Regions from separate parts of the Mus musculus genome. Here regions 1, 3 and 4 are each linked to region 2. The links are chromatin contacts, called in public promoter capture Hi-C maps. All regions are on one chromosome and are shown on one strand. The core of a region is the stretch at or near the end of the contact, and the rest is flanking DNA. Distances in the headings are between cores, read along the strand shown. Region 1 holds the start of 4930526F13Rik (RIKEN cDNA 4930526F13 gene). Region 2 holds the start of B4galt7 (xylosylprotein beta1,4-galactosyltransferase, polypeptide 7 (galactosyltransferase I)). Region 3 holds the start of Neurog1 (neurogenin 1). Region 4 holds the start of Cltb (clathrin, light polypeptide (Lcb)).

Evidence for each region. Promoter capture Hi-C pulls out the DNA fragments that hold promoters and counts their contacts.
Region 1: a contact with region 2 is called in a promoter capture Hi-C map of stem cell-derived epiblast-like cells, with 4 times the contacts expected there. The contact joins the promoter of 4930526F13Rik here to the promoter of B4galt7 in region 2. A contact is called at or near these places in 2 of 39 promoter capture datasets (hippocampal neurons and stem cell-derived epiblast-like cells).
Region 3: a promoter capture Hi-C map of embryonic stem cells shows a contact between it and region 2, with 2.2 times the contacts expected there. The contact joins the promoter of Neurog1 here to the promoter of B4galt7 in region 2.
Region 4: a promoter capture Hi-C map of liver shows a contact between it and region 2, with 2.2 times the contacts expected there. The contact joins the promoter of Cltb here to the promoter of B4galt7 in region 2. A contact is called at or near these places in 5 of 39 promoter capture datasets (hematopoietic stem and progenitor cells, hippocampal neurons, liver and 1 more) and 2 of 115 datasets of contacts at active chromatin or transcription factors (astrocytes and pancreatic cancer cells).

The regions. Positions count from the first base shown.
Region 1 is chr13:54,928,600-54,933,255 of GRCm38.p6, forward strand. It overlaps 4930526F13Rik (RIKEN cDNA 4930526F13 gene), which reads right to left and starts at 1,662. Exons shown (of 2, transcript NR_167670.1): 1 at 1,551-1,662.
Region 2 is chr13:55,597,375-55,601,894 of GRCm38.p6, forward strand. B4galt7 (xylosylprotein beta1,4-galactosyltransferase, polypeptide 7 (galactosyltransferase I)) reads left to right here and starts at 2,522. Exons shown (of 6, transcript NM_146045.2): 1 at 2,522-2,818. The coding sequence starts at 2,769. Tmed9 (transmembrane p24 trafficking protein 9) reads left to right here. Exons shown (of 5, transcript NM_026211.3): 5 at 1-323.
Region 3 is chr13:56,249,690-56,254,118 of GRCm38.p6, forward strand. Neurog1 (neurogenin 1) reads right to left here and starts at 2,491. Exons shown (of 1, transcript NM_010896.3): 1 at 789-2,491. The coding sequence starts at 2,243. The coding sequence ends at 1,509.
Region 4 is chr13:54,609,643-54,613,694 of GRCm38.p6, forward strand. It overlaps Cltb (clathrin, light polypeptide (Lcb)), which reads right to left and starts at 1,731. Exons shown (of 6, transcript NM_001347512.1): 1 at 1,436-1,731. The coding sequence starts at 1,622.

The DNA of each region.
Region 1 (4,656 bases), core at 412-2,911, 670 kb before region 2:
ATATATGTATATTCATATATGTATATATGTAAATATAAAGGTATATTGATGTATATATGTGTGTAGATGTATAATTGTATATATGTATATATGTAAATGTATATAGATGTGTATTCATATGTATATATATATGTAAATGTGTGTGAATGTATATATATGCAAGTGTATATAGATGTGTATTCATATATATGTATATATATGCAAATGTGTACAGATGTGTATTTGTATGCATACATGTAAGTGTGTATAGATGTATATATGTGCGTGTATGGATGTACATTTGTATATATGTATACCTTCTATCAGTTCTATTCCTCTAGAAAGCCCAGATTAATACAGTGCTTGAGAAACAACAGCCAATGTGTACCTTCGGCCTCCTCATGCACACTTATTACCCTAACACATATATGGATCCCAACATATACACACACATGTACACAGTAAATAAACAAACAAACACATAAATGAAAGAAAGAAAGAAAGAAAGAAAGAAAGAAAGAAAGAAAGAAAGAAAGAGAGAGAGAGAGAGAGAGAGGGAGGGAGGGAGGGAGGGAGGGAGGGAGGAAGGAAGGAAGAAGTAAAGAAACTCATGTTAGACTGACTCAGAGAAACAAGGAACTGGAGATAGAGAGATGGTGCAGGGGACTGGATCTCAGTTCCCAGCATTCACACTTGACAGCACACAGCCATCTGTAACTCCAGCTCCTGTGGGGATCTGATACCCCCTGTGGTCTCCTAGAATACCTCACACATGATGCGCACATACAGACAAGCAGACACACGTAGACACATAAATAAGTGTTCAGTTTAAAGAGTAAGACAACTTTGACAGTACTTCGACAGCCATCCCCCCCATGGTGGCCCCTGGCAATTCCCACAGACTCAACAACCCCAGAAGAAATGAGGGACTCAGTTTTCAGGATCATGGGCTCATAATGTCAGAGATGGCACACCATGGGTGACCAAGCCTCAGCTAGGTGACTATGTCCCCCAGGGAGATCTAGCAGAGAGAGCAGAAACCAATGTACACATTGTCCATGTTTGTTTATTTCAGTAATCCCAGGGCCTTCTAATGCAAGAATGTCTGTGTAAATGACAATCACCACTGTGGACATAAAACCAGGGCCTGGTGGTGCAGGGGGTCATTATATGGACCTTCAGAGGTCTGCTCAGTGTAACTGTCACCAGAGTGACAGACAACAGAAGCTTCACATTCAGCAAAATGACCCAGATCTTTGTTTTGTAACGGGACTAAAATACAGACTCCAGAGACTCAGACCCAGGCAGGCTCTAGGGGTCCTTGTAAGGAAGACCTGGAGAGAGGCAGTGACTTCAGGCTGGGTCCCTAACAGGAGGCGTTGCCACGTCAGTTACAAGTGACAGAAAATATGGCGTGTCAGGTGAGGTAAAGTCACAGAGCACTGAAATAGTGATCGTGGTTTCCTGACTTCAAGTTTGGCTAATCCAGGTGCTCATCGGTCGCCAGGAATGCGCCTGTATGCGCCTACCTCACACAGGCCTGTGTTCCTCTGCCTTGCCAGCATCCTCACCTGATGAGCATCACAGGCCTGGCACCTCTGACCAGCAGTTCCTGCGGGAAGAAGACACCTGCTTCCTGGGATCCCAGCATCCACTTGGACTGTTGAGTTCCCTATACACTCTGGTAACCAGGGTGACGGGAGCAACAGTAGCCAAGTCTGAAGTGTGCCCCTCCCCCGGGGACCAGTGTCTTCAGAAGCTCAAGAACTAGCAAAGGAAAGGGGTGGTCCACAGAGAGGGACGTGCTTGCAGGAAAAAACAACAGATGTCCCCACTTGGAGAGACATGTGAGGTGGGGGTGTGCAGCCCCAAGCTGGGCAGAGACAAAGGCTGGTTAGGGGAGTGGGATGGAAGAAAGGCTTGCCTTGGCATCAGGGATAGGATGGCAGAGACCTTCCCCTGAAGGGGTGCCTCTCACTGCCAGCTGTCAGGAGGTCATTCTCCTTTGTAGGGGCTACAGGCCATCCCCAAAACTGGCTAAAGCTGGAGTCACTAAGAGTGGCTGTTGCCAGAGAGCCTGTACTGGATCCAGCTTTGCCGGGGGAGTGGATCCACCAGGTAATGGGAGCAGACCCAATTGTGGTACTGACTGCATGGATTTTGTTGTTGTTGTTGTTGTTTTTATTTCTTTTTTTTGGTTTTTTGAGAGAGGGTTTCTCTGTGTAGCCCTGGCTGTCCTGGAACTCACTCTGTAGACCAGGCTGGCCTCAAACTCAGAAATCCACCTGCCTCTGCCTCCCAAGTGCTGGGATTAAAGGCGTGCACCACCACTGCCCAGCCTGACTACATGTTTTAACTGAGGCCAGCACCTGCCCTTGTGTTTTTCCTGGGCCTAACTTGGACTCAGTCTGAGAGAAATATGCATATCAGGGCCAAGACTTGACAGAAATGGCTCTGGCCTACAAGGAGGGAAGGAACTTTAAATCTGGTCTGGCCTTTGGCTGGGTGACCTTCACTTAATCACTAACCCTCTCTGAGCCTTCAGATTCCTTATCTATCAAGTGAGGAAGTTGGAACATGGTTCCCAAGTCCCCAATGGGCCTTAATAGCCATTGGATAGTCCTCTACATGAAGGAGACCCTGGCTATGGCACCAAACTTCCCTCCCATTCCTTGTTCCCTGAAGACTCCAGCTCTAGGCTGTGGGTCTCTTTCGGTGCCCTGGAAGGGCTAGGCCAAGGGCAGAGGTGTCTAAGGCATGGTAATTACTGTAAGAGTGGAGTTTAAGCTCTTGGCTTTATAGGGTAGAGGCCTCTGTCAGCAGAAAGCCAAGATCTCCCCGGGTGAGAGTTAATTTCCTCAGTGGCTCGTTTTCCTTCCTCGCCATCATTTTTCCTCAGCTGCTTTATGGCCTCGCAGCCATTTGGAGCAGCAGGCAGTGGCAGCAGCTTCGTGCACAGCAATGGGAAGCCCCCAAGTCCCCCATGTTGGGACTAAAGGGTGGTCGGGTTCTCCCATGGGCAGTGATTCTGTGAACTCTGCCAGGCCCAGCCAGGCTGTTCCCTACTGGGCCCCTGGCACCTCCTGGACAGGCTCGCAAGGAAAGAATGTCTTGGTCTGGCCAGCCCGTTATGTCTTGAGTCCCTTAGTGAGCAGCCATAGACTTTGCCTTTAGCTCAGCATGGAAAGACAAGGAGAAAGAGCACTAGCACTCAGAGAGGCCTGGGCTGGTTCAGGTCCAGCCTCACCAGTACCTGTCACCTGAGACAGTGTCTTTGTCCCTGGGTGCTCCCTTCTAAAGAATGGTTATTTAACTGTAGCTGCCTATAGGAATGGAAGGGTGGTGCCACCTGGTGCTCCCCAATGTCAGCCCACACTCACACCACCTTATGCCTTGACTATCCCACCTCCTATGCACCCCATGAAGACATTGTACCAAACTGGAGAGGAACAGGATTTCTAGATATGCAATTGAATGACCTTTGGAAGACCCTGTGGTTCCTAGAAAACAAAGAACAAAAACAGGGAGTTCCAAACAGCCTTGCAAAGGAGGGGGTGCCAATCGCTTGTCAGAGTGGGATAAGACTGCTAACTGCCCATTAATGGGAAGGCCAAAGCGGAGACAGGAGGCAGTCTGCTGAGATAGCCGTGCTTTGTGCAAACCAGGCTGGGTGCCGTCAGTTCTGAGGTGGACACCCTCACAGGCCCAGCAAAGTGAAGTTCCCCCTCTGAGGCCATAGTCTCCCATGTGGAAGCTGTACACTGCAGATTTGGAGAAAGTGCCACCTGAGCTCAAGGCACCAGGTGACAATGAGAGGTGACAAGGATAAGAATCAAGGGTGCAGTTGGTGGAGTGGAGTCTGGGCATAAGTCCACTGAGCCCCTGGTGAGCAGAGTTGAGGACCTCAGTTCTAGTCCGCAAATCGGTCATGAAGAAGACTGAGTGTGCTGGCTGAGCATACTGCAGACGAGGGCCGTGCTCTACCCCATGCCTGCCTAGAGACAGTGAGGACCCGAGGTGTCCTCTGGATTCCCATAGCAGCTTTCTGCTCAGTCTCAAGTGAGCGTAGGACCCTCTTAGCAAGCCTCCTTCCAGCCCTAGATTCCTTTGAGACTTCATTATGTTATTCTGTTGCCTAGCAATGGACAGACACCCAGGACCCTACAAATTTGGCATGAGATCAAAAGGCAAAGTCAGGAATAGGAGGACAGGATTCTCCCAGAGGCCATGGATGATAGAAAACCTGCTGCCAGGCAAACACCAGGACAACATTGGAACGGAGGGGCATCTGGGTTTGGGGACTATTTCTCCAATAGTAGAAATAGGAAAATGGTAGCTATTTGGACTTCAGTTAATCCCATGTCCATTCAAGACTCACATGTTCCCTAGAGCTTCTTATGTGTCTCCCTCAAAGCTCTCCTGAGTTTTCCAGGATCTCTGTTCTCTAATGTTCAGGATGAGGACCATGGGGGCAGAGATACATTTAAGAGATGCCCAGGTCACTCCTGTTTGGTTCTAATGGCTTTGATGTCCCAAGGACTCTTGGTCTGGGGCTAGCCTCTCTGTAAGACCATATAACTCTCCTTTTCCCCTTTGGCAAAAAGAGACCGGCCTCAGCGCAGCCGGGCACCTTCTGCAGCGCCAGGCATTTGCTCAGACTTCACCGCATCGCTTTGT
Region 2 (4,520 bases), core at 1,272-3,771:
CAGTGACTCCTTGCTATTCCAGAAACTTTGCTTTTCTTGCCTTTGGCTTAGAACCAGCCTGCTTATATAGGGTGTGTTTGCTGCGTGTCAGTTTAAGGGTGTGGAGGGGTTGCAGTGCACAAAAGGGGCCCAGAGGTTGATTTTAGTTTGTTACAATTGTCCTTTCTGGGGCTTGAACAACTGGTATCAAACCAAGCAGAGACTTTGGTGCTGGTTGGAAACAGAGCCTACAGAGTCTTAGTTACTGAGTTTATTTTCAATGAATGTGGGTTTGTTACATTGGTTTCCCAATAAAAAAGAAAAAAGAAAAAAAGGAAGAAAAACTGTTCGTGGTTACTCTTTTTTTTTTTTAAAGATTTATTTATTTATTATATATAAGTATACTGTAGCTGTCCTCAGGCACACCAGAAAAGGGCATCAGATATCATTACAGATGGTTGTGAGCCACCATGCGGCTGCTGGGATTTGAACTCAGGACCTTCAGAATAGCAGTCAGTGCTCCTAACTGCTGAGCCATCTCTCCAGCCCTGTAGTTACTCTTGGTGGGTGTGATGATACTTGGACTTAAGAGAATGGAACAAGGCCAGACGTGATGGTGCACAACTTTAATAGCAGCACTCAGGAGGCAGAGGCAGGTAGATCTCTGTGAGTTCAAGGCCAGCCTGGTCTATGTAGTGAATCCAGGACAGCCAAGGCTATTACACAGAGAAGCCATGTCTGGAAAAAACAAAAAGAGGGTGGGTGGGAGTAGTAACTTCCAGAGGGCACAAGGCCTCACACTCCAGGGTAGTCTCCACCTGTGAACATCACGATCTCCATCCTTGCTATGGTTTCTTGTAGCGGGCAGGTGCTGACGGGTTTGTCAAAACCATCTGACATTGCTCACCAAGAGTGCCAAGTGTCAACATGACAAATAACGGAACACTGATTTAAAAGCAGTTCATTTGGGTTTGTTTTGTTTTTTTCGAGACAGGGTTTCTCTGTACAGCCTTGGCTGTCCTGGAACTCACTTTGTAAACCAGGCTGGCCTCAAACTCAGAAATCTGCCTGCCTCTGCCTTCCGAGTGCTGGGATTAAAGGCGTGTGCCACCACCGCCTGGCTAATTTGGGTTTTTATGTAAAATTTAGTTTCTTGAGTTTGAGGTCTAACACTAGAGCAACAGGTCACCTGACTGTCTTATCGCCTGATGGCCCTGCCTAACTGGTCTCTGCAGGAGGTCAATCCTGCCTTTAAGATCTGCCACATCAGGCTGGAGAGATGACTCAGTGGTTAAGAGCACTGACTGATCTTCCAGAGGTCCTGAGTTCAATTCCCAGCAACCACATGGTGTCTCACAACCGTCTGTAATGGGCATCCGATGCCTTCTGATGTGTCTGAAGAGAGTGACAGTGTACTCACATATATAAAATAAATCTTAAAAGAAAATTAAAAAAAAAAAAAAGGTCTGCCCCATCTATGGTTGACTTGGTAAGTTTCTGGTGTGGGATGCAGAGCCCTAGGTGAGCCACAGAGCAAATCATTGAGTTGTGTTTGTTAGGGTTTAAGAGGGGAAAGAAAGTTAAGAACAATTAACTTAACCAATAGTGAAGATCTACCTTGAAACAATGCACTTGAAATTGGAGATCATGGATTGTGGCTGGAAAGATTGTGCACACAAACCAATGACCTGCCTGTGCCTTGGTCCTTTCATCTTCACAATGGAAATAATACCTATTCATAAAGACTGAATAAAAGCACAGCCATAAAGAACTTAGAACAGGAGCTGGAGAGATGGCTCGATGCTCTTCCAGAGGTCCTGAGTTCAAATCTCAGCAACCACATGGTGGCTCACGGGCTGACAACCATCCGTAATGAGATCTGATGCCCTCTCCTGGACTGTCTGAAGTCAGCTACAGTGTACTTACATATAATAACTAAATCTTAAAAAAAAATGAGTAGCACAAAGTAAAACTTAATAAATGTTAGGTACTTATTAGAATATTAAATTTTGCCTGAAAGAACAGACATGAAGTCTAGTAACTGCCTCTCTTTTCCCAGGTGGGGAAGAGGGGAAGAGAGTAGATAAATTCACACAGGCAAAGAGGCGGCTCAGTCTCCTATTCATTCCTTAGGTTCTCAAATCGGACGACAGCATTTATATAGTGTGACTGTGCCAAGCACTGCACCAAATGGGTTTTCGTTTCCTACAATGACCACACAGAATACGAACAATTTATATAACCCAAGTGATGAAACCGTCACAGAGAAATCGACTCGCCTCAGCGTTGTTAAATTATCAGAGCAGTGTTTGAAGCACAATCAGTCTTCCGAGATCAGCTCCGAATTCTGAACTGGATCTTATGCTCCAAGAGTACGTGCTTTCTCTGCTGGGCTGACCGTAGGAATGCTGCGATGATACCAGCCTTCACTTGGGGGAAAAAGGAGGAAGATGTACCTTATCCCAGACGTTCTGTTATGCAGTACACGTCTAGTTCCAGCTAGTCTCTAGCTTGTTTGGTCGCCTTTGACTTGGGTGATGGGAGGGAACTCCCTTTCTTGTGACATCCAGTGGGCCCTTGTATGTAGTGAGAACCTAGCTAGGTCCCGCCATCGGTTCTCCAGACAGCAGAACCTTATAAGCTGTGGCTCTGAGGTGCAGCCGGCCCAACCGGAGGGACGGACTCGGCGGACCGGGGGGCGGGGCGGGGGCGGAGACGCCGCGTAGGCTGGGCAGGCCGGGCAGCGGGGCTTTGAGCCAGAGCCCCATGTCCTGCTGTGTCCCGCCACGATGTTGCCCTCCCGGAGGAAAGCGGCGCAGCTGCCCTGGGAGGATGGCAGGTGAGCGGCCGCAACGGGCAGGAGCCGCGTCCCCCTGGGTGCCATTCCTTTTCTCGACCTCCTGCAAATCTTAGCAGCCCTACGCTGTCGCATCTGGGTTTCTGGGGGTCACCCTGAGTGTTTGTGGTTCTCTGGGGGTGGGGGGAACGTCATTGGTATTGTCTGCACGGCTCTCTTTTCCTACTAGCTTCTATTCTGCGCGTCCCTGTGTCTGGGTCTCTGCCTTGCTCTCTCCATTGATCTTTTTGTTTGGACCGCGAACTAGTCCAGTGGCTCTCAACCTGTGGGTCGCGGCCCCCTTGGGTTGCATATATCAGACATTTATGTTACGATTCATAACAATAACAAAACCACAAATGTGGAATAACGACGACATTTATGGTTGGGGACCACCACAACCGTGAGGAGTTGTATAAAAGGGCTGCAGCAGTAGGAAGGCTGAGAACCACTCTTTCTCCTGTGCCTTTGTGTGTTTGTCTGTCTGTTTTCATGTAGCAGATGATTCTGTTCGTTTCTTACAGCGGATCTCTCTGTGTTGTGGCGCTGAAGGTCTTTATTTATTTATTTATTTATTTTCTGTCTGCCCCGTCATATCCATGTGACTTCAAATCCTATCCTTCGCCTTCATGCCCTCTCATACTTTGCGGTTGGCCGGGAAGATCACACCAGACAGAGCTTCCTGTGTTCTCTTCCTGGTTGGTTAGCCATTGCCTGTCTTATACTAGACACACCCAGTAGTTCATTTCCTGTGCTGCTGTACTTGTGTGGGGGTCTGCTTTAAGTGTTAGGTGTGAGTCTGGCTCATACCCGAGTTTAAGATATTTCTCACTGAAACAGAATGGCGGAGGTGATTTTCCTGCCTAGATTTATGGGGCATTACACTTTTAGGCTTGAAGCATCTTTTTGTTTGGACCTTGGGCTAGTCCAGTGGTTCTCAACCTGTGGGTCGCGCCCCCCCATGGGTTGCATACATCAGATATTTATATTATGATCCATAACAATAACAAAGTCACAGGTATGGAGGAACAATGTAATTTATGGTTGGGGGCCCCCATTTTCTTTCCCCCAACACGTTAGTGTATATTCACTTAATGAATGACACATTTGTTAGATATTGTAAGGCTCTAGAATTTAGTGGACACACTTTTGGGGTGTTTGTTTCTTTTTCTTTTTCTTTTCTTTTTTTTTTTCAGATTTGGTGTTAAAAGGTGACAGTAATATAGTAGAAGCATGGTCCATGGTGGCCAGAAATAGACCACTTAATTTTTCTGACCTCGGTTTTCCATCTCTGAAATGAATATCATAATATCTACTTGTAAGGGCTCATTGAAGAATGGTGAAGATAGTTTATAGAGGAGAATTGCCATCTTCTGATCATTTTCTGTTATTGTGTTCTCAGAAAAATAGATTGATGTCCATTCAGTGCTTTTGACACAGTGGCAAAGATTCATGGGACATATATAAAATAGTGTAGTAACTGGGTGGTAGCTCTAGTGCGAGCTTACTTGGGTTTGAAGCACCCCTAACTAGCTTTAGGTAAAGGAGACCATCCCTTTTCTAAATCATCCCTGAGAACCTGAGTGTGGGAGCAGCCAGTACTGCAGTTCTGAAGATGACCACCAGGTGGCACCAGCAGCCTCTGTTGTCTGTGTTCAGTATCATCACTTTTACTGATAAAATTGGGACCCTCAGTGGTTTTGGC
Region 3 (4,429 bases), core at 1,241-3,740, 650 kb after region 2:
GTCAGACTACTGACAAGCACTGCAGCCAGAAAAAAAAAAAAAAAAAAAAAAACGTCCCCACTGGGATTTCTCTAGGAACAAATGAAAGCCCCTGAGGACTAGCTGAGCAAAGCCCTTCTCTGTGGGACCCCCTCCCCCACACTTGGAGCTGCAGCGAGTAGAAACGCCCATGTGTGGAGGGCTATGCCACCCTAACCCGAAGTTTTAAGGCAGCTGTTGATCCCACGTGGGGACAATGCAGCCAACTCCTCACAGCTAGGAGGACCCCAGCCTTCATGGACAATACTTTAAAGGCGTTGTTTACAAATCAATTTCCTCTTCTAAATAGGGCAGCTCCAAGAGTAGACCCTTCTGATTGCCCAGACTAGGCCCACCTGTCCCTGGGGCTTCCTAGCCAGTGGCCACACTGTATTGATCTTTTTAATCCCCTCCCTTTGAAATACAGAGCCAGCTGATGTGGAGTTCCTCAAAAGACTCCAGGCCCCTACCTCTACAGGTAGCTGCGGATCGGGGCTAATTCCCCATTAGAAAGTCTTAATTGGCTTATGGGGTGCCTGAAAGTTCTCTCTTGTGTTTACAAGGCAGAAGGAATGGATGGCTCAAAGTGCCTTAATCTGTCTCCCTCGTTCTTGGCGATAGTCGGGTGCGCTTTATTTTTAAGTTGTTTTTGAAACAGGATTGGAGGTTTGGAGATGGTGGGATAATATTTCACTTTACAGGTGGAGCTGCCAAGGGGATGAGGGAAAGCCCCAGAGACACCGCTACTAGGCAAGGAAACGGGTGACTACTTTTTTTTCCCTTATTTTTTTTTATTTACACGAAGCATCTGCAGTACAAAAATGTAAACTTTGATAGCTCATAATAATAGAATAAATTCTTTATGTACAAAAATACATTTTCATATGAATGAAGCATCCTGAATAAATTAAAGTACCCTCCAGTCCAGTGCCTGAATAGCTATGCTAGCACTCAGGTTCTTCCTGGAGCAAGCCCACAGTGGCGGGGGTCGGGATCCATAATGCATGAAGCCCACTCCTTGTGGCTCCTTTTTAAGCCTTGCCATTGTATTGTCAGCCGGCTCAAACCGAATTTTCATGCTCGTTTTTCTTCATTAGAGTTCTACAAATTGTAAAATTGACTTTTCACCTCGTCTTCAGGGGCTCATCTGTCCCTTTTCCAAACCACACTGAAGTGGTGGCTGGGGTCAGTTCTGAGCCAGTCACAAAGAAGGTTTTGTGAAGTTCAGAAAGTGCAACAAAAACGAAAGGCCGTCTGGGGGCGGGCGGGGGGGGGGGGAGGCCGTGCTGGGGGTGGAGAAATAGACCGAGGGCAGCTTCAGCGAGGGTGCAGCAACCTAACAAGTGGTCAGGTATTCCCCCTCCCCCCTTTAAAGCTCCCAGAATTCACTTGGGGGTAAGTGTGGCCCCCGGAGGCTTCAGCCAGTTCCCCATCTATTATTGCTCTTAGACTGGGGGAGGAAGAAAGTATTGATGTTGCCTTACAAAGGCCTAGTGGTATGGGATGAAACAGGGCGTCGTGTGGAGCAGGTCTTTGGGCAGGCCAGGAAAGGAGAAAAGGGGATCGCCCGGGCCATAGGTGAAGTCTTCTGAAGCCGAGGGACTACTGGGGTCAGAGAGTGGTGATGCCACAGTGGCGCAGGGGGAGGCAGCGGCCCCGGAACCCCAGGACTCAGTGTCGCTGGCCGGGCTCGGGGGCCCGGGCAGACAGGGGACACACTGCGGAGGCAGGAGGCGCTCCCGGGCACTGCCCCCGGGGAGCCCTTGATCTGCCAGGCGCAGTGTCTCAGCCAGGGCCCAGATGTAGTTGTAGGCGAAGCGCAGCGTCTCAATCTTGGTGAGCTTGGTGTCGTCGGGGAACGAGGGCAGCACGCTGCGCAAGGCGTCCAGCGCAGCGTTGAGGTTGTGCATGCGGTTGCGCTCGCGATCGTTGGCTTTGACGCGACGACTCCTCCGCAGGGAGTGCAGCAGAGCCTCGGACCGCACCCGAGCGCGACCTCGCCGCCTCCGCCGTTCCTGCTCTTCGTCCTGGGCACCGGGAACATTCGATGCCCCGGAGAGGGCGGGAGCGCTCCTCCGGGCTGGCACGGACAGCCCCGAGGTGGAGGCTAGGGGCTGTAGCCTGGCACAGTCCTCCTCGTCGGTGAGGAAGCTGGACAGGTCGCTGCTGCTGTTGCTGCTGGAGCAGTCGAGATCAGAGATGCAGGTCTCCAAAGGGGCAGGCATCTTGCAGTGTGCAGGACCGACAGACGGACAGGAGGTTTGGAGGTCGGCCTTCGAAGCGCACTTACTGTCCGTACGACCCGGGGCTAGCCTGTGCCTGCTGCAGGCGCGAGGGCCGGGAAGATCGCAGGGGCTCAGGGAGTGAATGGGCTTGGCCCTCCTCGCCTCGCCTGCAGGGGCCACGCGCCGGGCTGGTCTCCTGAGTGATGTCGCCGGCGATCAGATCAGCTCCTGTGAGCACCAAGTGTGGCACACGACCGGCCTCAGGACCCCTTAAGTACGGCGCGCAACAATGGGCGCCCCCTCCCTGGCCACCTCCGCCCCCGAGGCGGCGCGGGTGAATGGCGAGAGGCGGCAGGTCAGCCCCGTGCGGCGCCTGCTATTTGCATAATTTATGCTCGCGGGAGGCCGCCCCCGCCCAGCCCCCCTCCTGGAGCGTGCCCGTAATTACCGCCGGCCAATCGGTGGCCCGGCCTGCTCCGGGAGCCGGATCAAGCGAGGGAGGCCGGGGCGTCTCTGGCCGGGAAACCCGGGCGAAGGCGGGGGCCGGGGGCGATTAGCGGCGGGCCGAGGCACACTCCTCCCAGGGGCGCGCGGGTGTCCCTCGCTGGGGTGGATGGGGAGGAGGAGCCCTGGCAGAAAGTGTGAGCTCTGTGGCGGGTGATGGAGAGCTGGGGCTGAGGCTGGAGGCTGGGTTCGCATCCCTTTGCCTGCTACTGAGTTCGCATCCCTTTGCCTGCTACTGATTGACTATTCGCATCTAAACAGACAGGACCAGTAAACAGTTACACGTCTTGAGGAGGGATAGATGTCCCTGCTCCGCCAAGGTTAATGAAGAAGACAGCAAGAGAAAGATCTAAAGATCCAATGAGTTCCCAGACTGAGCTGGGGCTTGACCCCACTCTGCCCCTGCCCGCGTACCCCTCCTCAAAGACTCACGAGGTAATATGGGGGTGTGCAGACCCCCTCTTCTCCTGAAATCTTGCTCTCTCCATTTCCAAGCATCCTCTTGTGCCGCACGTTTTGGAATGGTGCCAGCCTCAGGGGCTCACCCCAGTGCCAGCTGGCTAAGGGACTTAGCTTCTGGCCAGGAGAGAGATGTCCCACAGAAGGCAGCAAGCACACAGTGGAATTCCGTCCCCATCCCTTCTGCCAATTTGCCTATAAACTTGCCTAGTCCAGAGAAATGTCCTCATTCTGTGGGTCGAGTCATTTTCCTGTTTGCCGGACAGCAATAGAGGCTCAGGCAGCCTCTCAAATGCACCTGAGAGGAGTTATTTATTAAGGAGCAAACCTGGATCGTGGAGTCAGGTATTAAAAACAAAAGGAACACCCTAGAGGCGCCCCCCCCCCCTTTCCATGATATCTGAGTGGTGGCCTCAGGCCCAGTGCAATGCCTAGCCTGCTGTCTTCAAAGGGGCTCTGTCCAGGACACCTGCGCCTTGGTAGAGAAAGCACAGCCTCTTTGCCTATGCCTAGCTCTTGCCCCGTGGCTCCTTCCCTCTGTAGCAGCTCTTGGGCAGAAAGCTAGGACACAGTTACAGATTAGGGCTTGAGGAGGTTTGTAAAAAGTGGCAGGAAATGGCTGTAATCAGATTATGCAAGAAAAAGTAATTGTTGACAGATCCTTGGGCATCCCAGGAGCCCAAGGGCTGCTGGGAGTTGTGCAATGGTAGCTCTGCCTCTTTCTGTCCCTGTGACAGCTTCTGGTGGTCCCAGAATACCGGCACCAGTCTGACCTTGTGACAATTCCAGGCCCTGTATTTATTTCTTTGGGCTTCCTTAAAATTACCACACCACAGTGGGTGCATTAAATTTACAGAAGATCGCTCTTCTGAGGCTCAGAAGGCCAGAAGCTCAAAACCAAGATGCCAAGGGGCTTCATCCTTTTCAATTTCTTGTGGCTCCTGGATGTCCTGGCCACTAATTCATAACTGAAGCATCCCGCTCTGCCTCCTGCCTTCGTGGGTCCTACCCTGTTTTGACTCTGTGTCTTCTTCAGGAGAGCTGCATGACTGTGCACTACTGAATCCAAGATGGCTCTAGGCTCTCACTTTTATCGCATCCCCCAGAACTGTTGTTCTAGCTATGGTTACATTCTGAGGCCATGGGGGTCCAACCACTGAACCCGTGATGGCCCCATTTCTAAGTCGGGCCAGCACCCTTGGAATAGTATCCATGAGGATTTT
Region 4 (4,052 bases), core at 481-2,980, 990 kb before region 2:
ATCTCCTAAGGAGACCAGCACAGCTGCCCTTTGGAAGATCATAACTAGGAGGCCTGAAATCAAGCCCCAGACCTATCACTCACGGCTGTGTGGCCCTAGGCAAGACATTCAAACTCCAGTTTTTTCTTTTTAATTATTATTATTTATATTTTCTTTACTTGTGTGTGTTTGTGTGTGTGTGTGTGTGTGTGTGGTGCAGGCATGTATGCGAGGTCGGGGGGACAATTTGTGGGAGTGAGTTCTATCTACCGCCATGAGGGTTCCAGGGCGTGAGCTCAGGTGTCACCAGGCTGGGCTGATTTACATTTACTTGACAAGCCATCCTGATAGCCCCTCAAACTCCAGTTCCGTGTATGTTACAAAAGGCTTATTACACTTATGTCAGAGTTTCTTCAAACGCTGGGCCATAGATACAGTTTCTTCCTTCTGTGTTCCCAGTGGGGACGGCAACACAGCAAGTGTGGAAGGAAAGAAAGATGAATGTATACATACAATATTTATTTCCAACAGGACCATTAAACCTCTTTAACATGACACCAAAAAATAACAAGGTCTACTAGGAGGGTCACCATGAAGGTCCATATTTGTACTAAATATTTAAATATATTTATAAGAAATTGTTCCTTGGGGCAGAAGTATCAATGATAAACATAACAATGCAGGAAAAAGGTCCTGAACCCTTATGTCTGAAGCCACACGCAGAGGTCCGGGCCACCTTTGTAAATCCACTAAACAAACAGTTACAAACAGGAAGGGCACAGCTCTTGGCCATTTGTGCCCCTGCCTAGACTTACAGTCGGGCCCATGAAGGACTGTGAGGTCTGGACAGGAAGAATTCAGCATCCGAAAGAAGGGGTTGAATTCTTTATTGCTACTTCCTAGTTGTTTTAATAGTGTACCCTTTGAAGCCAGTTCTAAAATGGGTTCAGTAACGTGTATGAAATTATTATATGTAATTAACATTGTCTCCCGCACTGCTGCAGGACTGCAGGTGATCCCCAAAGGATGAGCTGCGAGTTCTCTGAGCGCCCCCTGCTTCCCTGCAGAAAGGAACGCTAACGCTAACGTCAGGAGGACGTGTCCGTCCCACACCTGTATCACTTAGCTAGGACACTGGGACAGTCTCAGAACTGAGCAGGGGGAGGGTTCCAGAGCCAGGGTGGAGAAGCTGGCCTGGGGATGAAATGTCATGACTAAATTCCTGTCCCCAGAGTCAGCAGATCCAGTCTCAGCGCAGATTCCAACTCATCTCCCGGCTCCTTCCTCTTTTCCCAGGCCTCACGGATACACACAGCCCCCCGAGGTACCCTTGGTCACCCTGGATAGCCGGACTCAGAGTACAGCAGGGACCCAGGCCGGGTCTGACCGAGACTGGGCCTCCCGCCCCCGGTGGTGGCCTCAGCCTCCCCGGTTCCAGGCCGCTGCGCTGACTCACCCCCGCTCGCGAGTCCCGGCTGCGCAGAGGCCACCTGGCTGGCGGCAGGTGCCCCGAAACCCGGGTCATTCTCGATGCCAGCAATCTCGCTTTCCTGCTGGGCCAGGAAGGCGGCCGCTGGGTCCTCCTCGGCGGCCTCCGGGGCCCCGCTCTCCGACGATGAGAAGAAGCCGAAGTCCTCAGCCATCTTCCCCGCGTGGCTGCTGTCACCTCCCGCCCGCGCCCGCGGCCCGCACTTCCCGTCACCCGCCCGGCTTGCCTGTCACTGCGGCTGCAGCGGCGGCGGGAGGAGTCGCGGCGGGAATGCGGTGACGTCAGCGGCCGAGGGCGGGGCCCGCGGGGCTGGGTGGTCGCCCCGCCCTCGGTTCGAGCCCCCGAAGCCCACCTTCGGCTCCAGAGCGTGCCAGCAGCACTGGGCTGGCACCGGGTGCATTGAACCGAAAAGTTTCTCCCAGAGCTGATTTTGTGAGCTGCGTGATACAAGAGTACTCTTCCTGCGTAGGAGGAGGGAGCTGAGGCTGGGAAAGGCTTGAGTGCCAGGCGCGCACAGCAGAGCCTTGTTCTCTCAGGACTGAGTAAAGCATCCCGCCGCCCTATCTGTGTGATGAGCCCCTGAAATCAGGGACTGTTCCTCTTTCTCCCTGTCTGGTGACATTGATGTTCCTTAAGGCAACTAACTGGCTGATTGTTTTGTCTTTCAATTTGAGCTCTTTCTCTAGTTCTTAGAGCAGAGGGTCAGTTTGTCCCATTATTGGTTAGGTTCCCGTTGATTACTCAGTACAGTACAGGTGGAGCCTGCTTTTTTCTTTGGTAATTAATATACGTATTGTGACAGCAGATTGTATGCCAAACTCGCATTGCACATTGCAATTACTTTCGCGGTTTTTGTTGTTGTTGTTTTGTTTTTTAGTAGCCTGTTTGACCTCAAATTCTTGTATAGCTGAGGCTGGCTTCAAAGTAGTGATTTTTTTTTTTTTTTTTTTTTTTTTTTGTATTTCGAGACTGTTTTTCTGTATAGCCCTGGCTGTCCTGGAACTCACTCTGAAGACGAGGCTGGCCTCGAACTCTGAAATCTAACAGCCTCTGCCTCCCAAGTGCTGGGATTAAAGGCATGCGCCACCACTACCCGGAGACCTTTTTCAAAAATACAGTATCTTTTTTGGTTGTGTTTTTGTTTTTCAAGACAGGGTTTCTCCATGTATCCCTGGCTGATCCTGGAGCTCACTCTGTAGATAAGGCCGGCCTCAAATTCATAAAGATCCACATGTCTCTGCCTCTAGGATGCTGGGATTAAAGGCGAGCACCACCACTGCCAGGTGAGTACCTCTCTTTTAGTCTTTGTCAATTTATATATATATATATATGTATATATGTGTGTGTGTGTGTGTGTGTGTGTGTGTGTGTATATGTGTATATATATATATATATATATATACATATACATATATATATATTATGTATACAGTGTTCTGCCTGCATATATGCCTGTAGGACAGAAGAAGGCACCAAGATCACATCACAGATGGTTGTGAGCCACCATGTGGTTGCTGGGAATTGAACTCAGAACCTCTGGAAGAGCAGTCAGTGCTCTTAACCACTGAGCCATCTCTACAGCCCTCTTTGTCATTTTATACAAACAAGTAATGCATTTTGAGCATATGCTCCCCCCTCACATATCTCACGCCTCCCAGGTATCCCCTCCCTAACAGTTCCCCTCCCCCACTTGAAATTTTTTTATTTATTTATATATTTATGTGAGGACACTGTAGCTGTGCAAATGGCTGTGAGCCTTCATGTGGTTTTTCAGAATTGAATTGGTTTAGGACCTCTGCTCCCTCTCCAGTCAACTCTGTTCACTCAGTTTTTTGGTTTTCCGAGACAGGGTTTCTCTGTGTAGCTCTGACTGTCCTGGAACTCACTCTGTAGACCAGGCTGGCCTCGAAATCAGAAATCTGCCTGCCTCTGCCTCCCAAGTCCTGGGATTAAAGGCATGGGCCACCACTGCCCTGCCCAGCAGATTTATTTATTTATTTTGGTTTTTCGAGACAGGGTTTCTCTGTGTAGCCTTGGCTGTCCTGGCACTCACTTTGTAGACCAGGCTGGCCTCGAACTCAGAAATCCGCCTGCCTCTGCCTCCCGAGTGCTGGGATCAAAGGCATGCGCCACCAAGCCCGGCTGATTTATTTATTATTATACATAGGTACAATGTAGCTGTCTTCAGATGCACCAGAAGAGGGCATCAGATTTCATTACTGGTGGTTGTGAGCCACCATGTGGTTGCTGGGATTTTAACTCCGTACCTTCAGAAGAGCAGTCAATGTTCTTACCTGCTGAGCCATCTCACCAGTGCCCCCGCCCCCCATCCTCTCCAGTTTTTTTGTGTTAGTAACCCACTGAGTTCAATTAACACTGCCTGAAGGAATGAGCAGGCCATCACAGTGACGCACAGTGAGGTTACCCCTGTAATGTTCATGCCACTGCTACACCAGTGAGAACTTTAGGTTTTTGAGTCAGTCTCACTACACAACTGTCTGGCCTTGAGCCTGCTATGTAGACCAGGCTGGCCTCAAACTCACAGAATCCATATGATTCTGCTTCATGCATGGTTTTTTAAAAT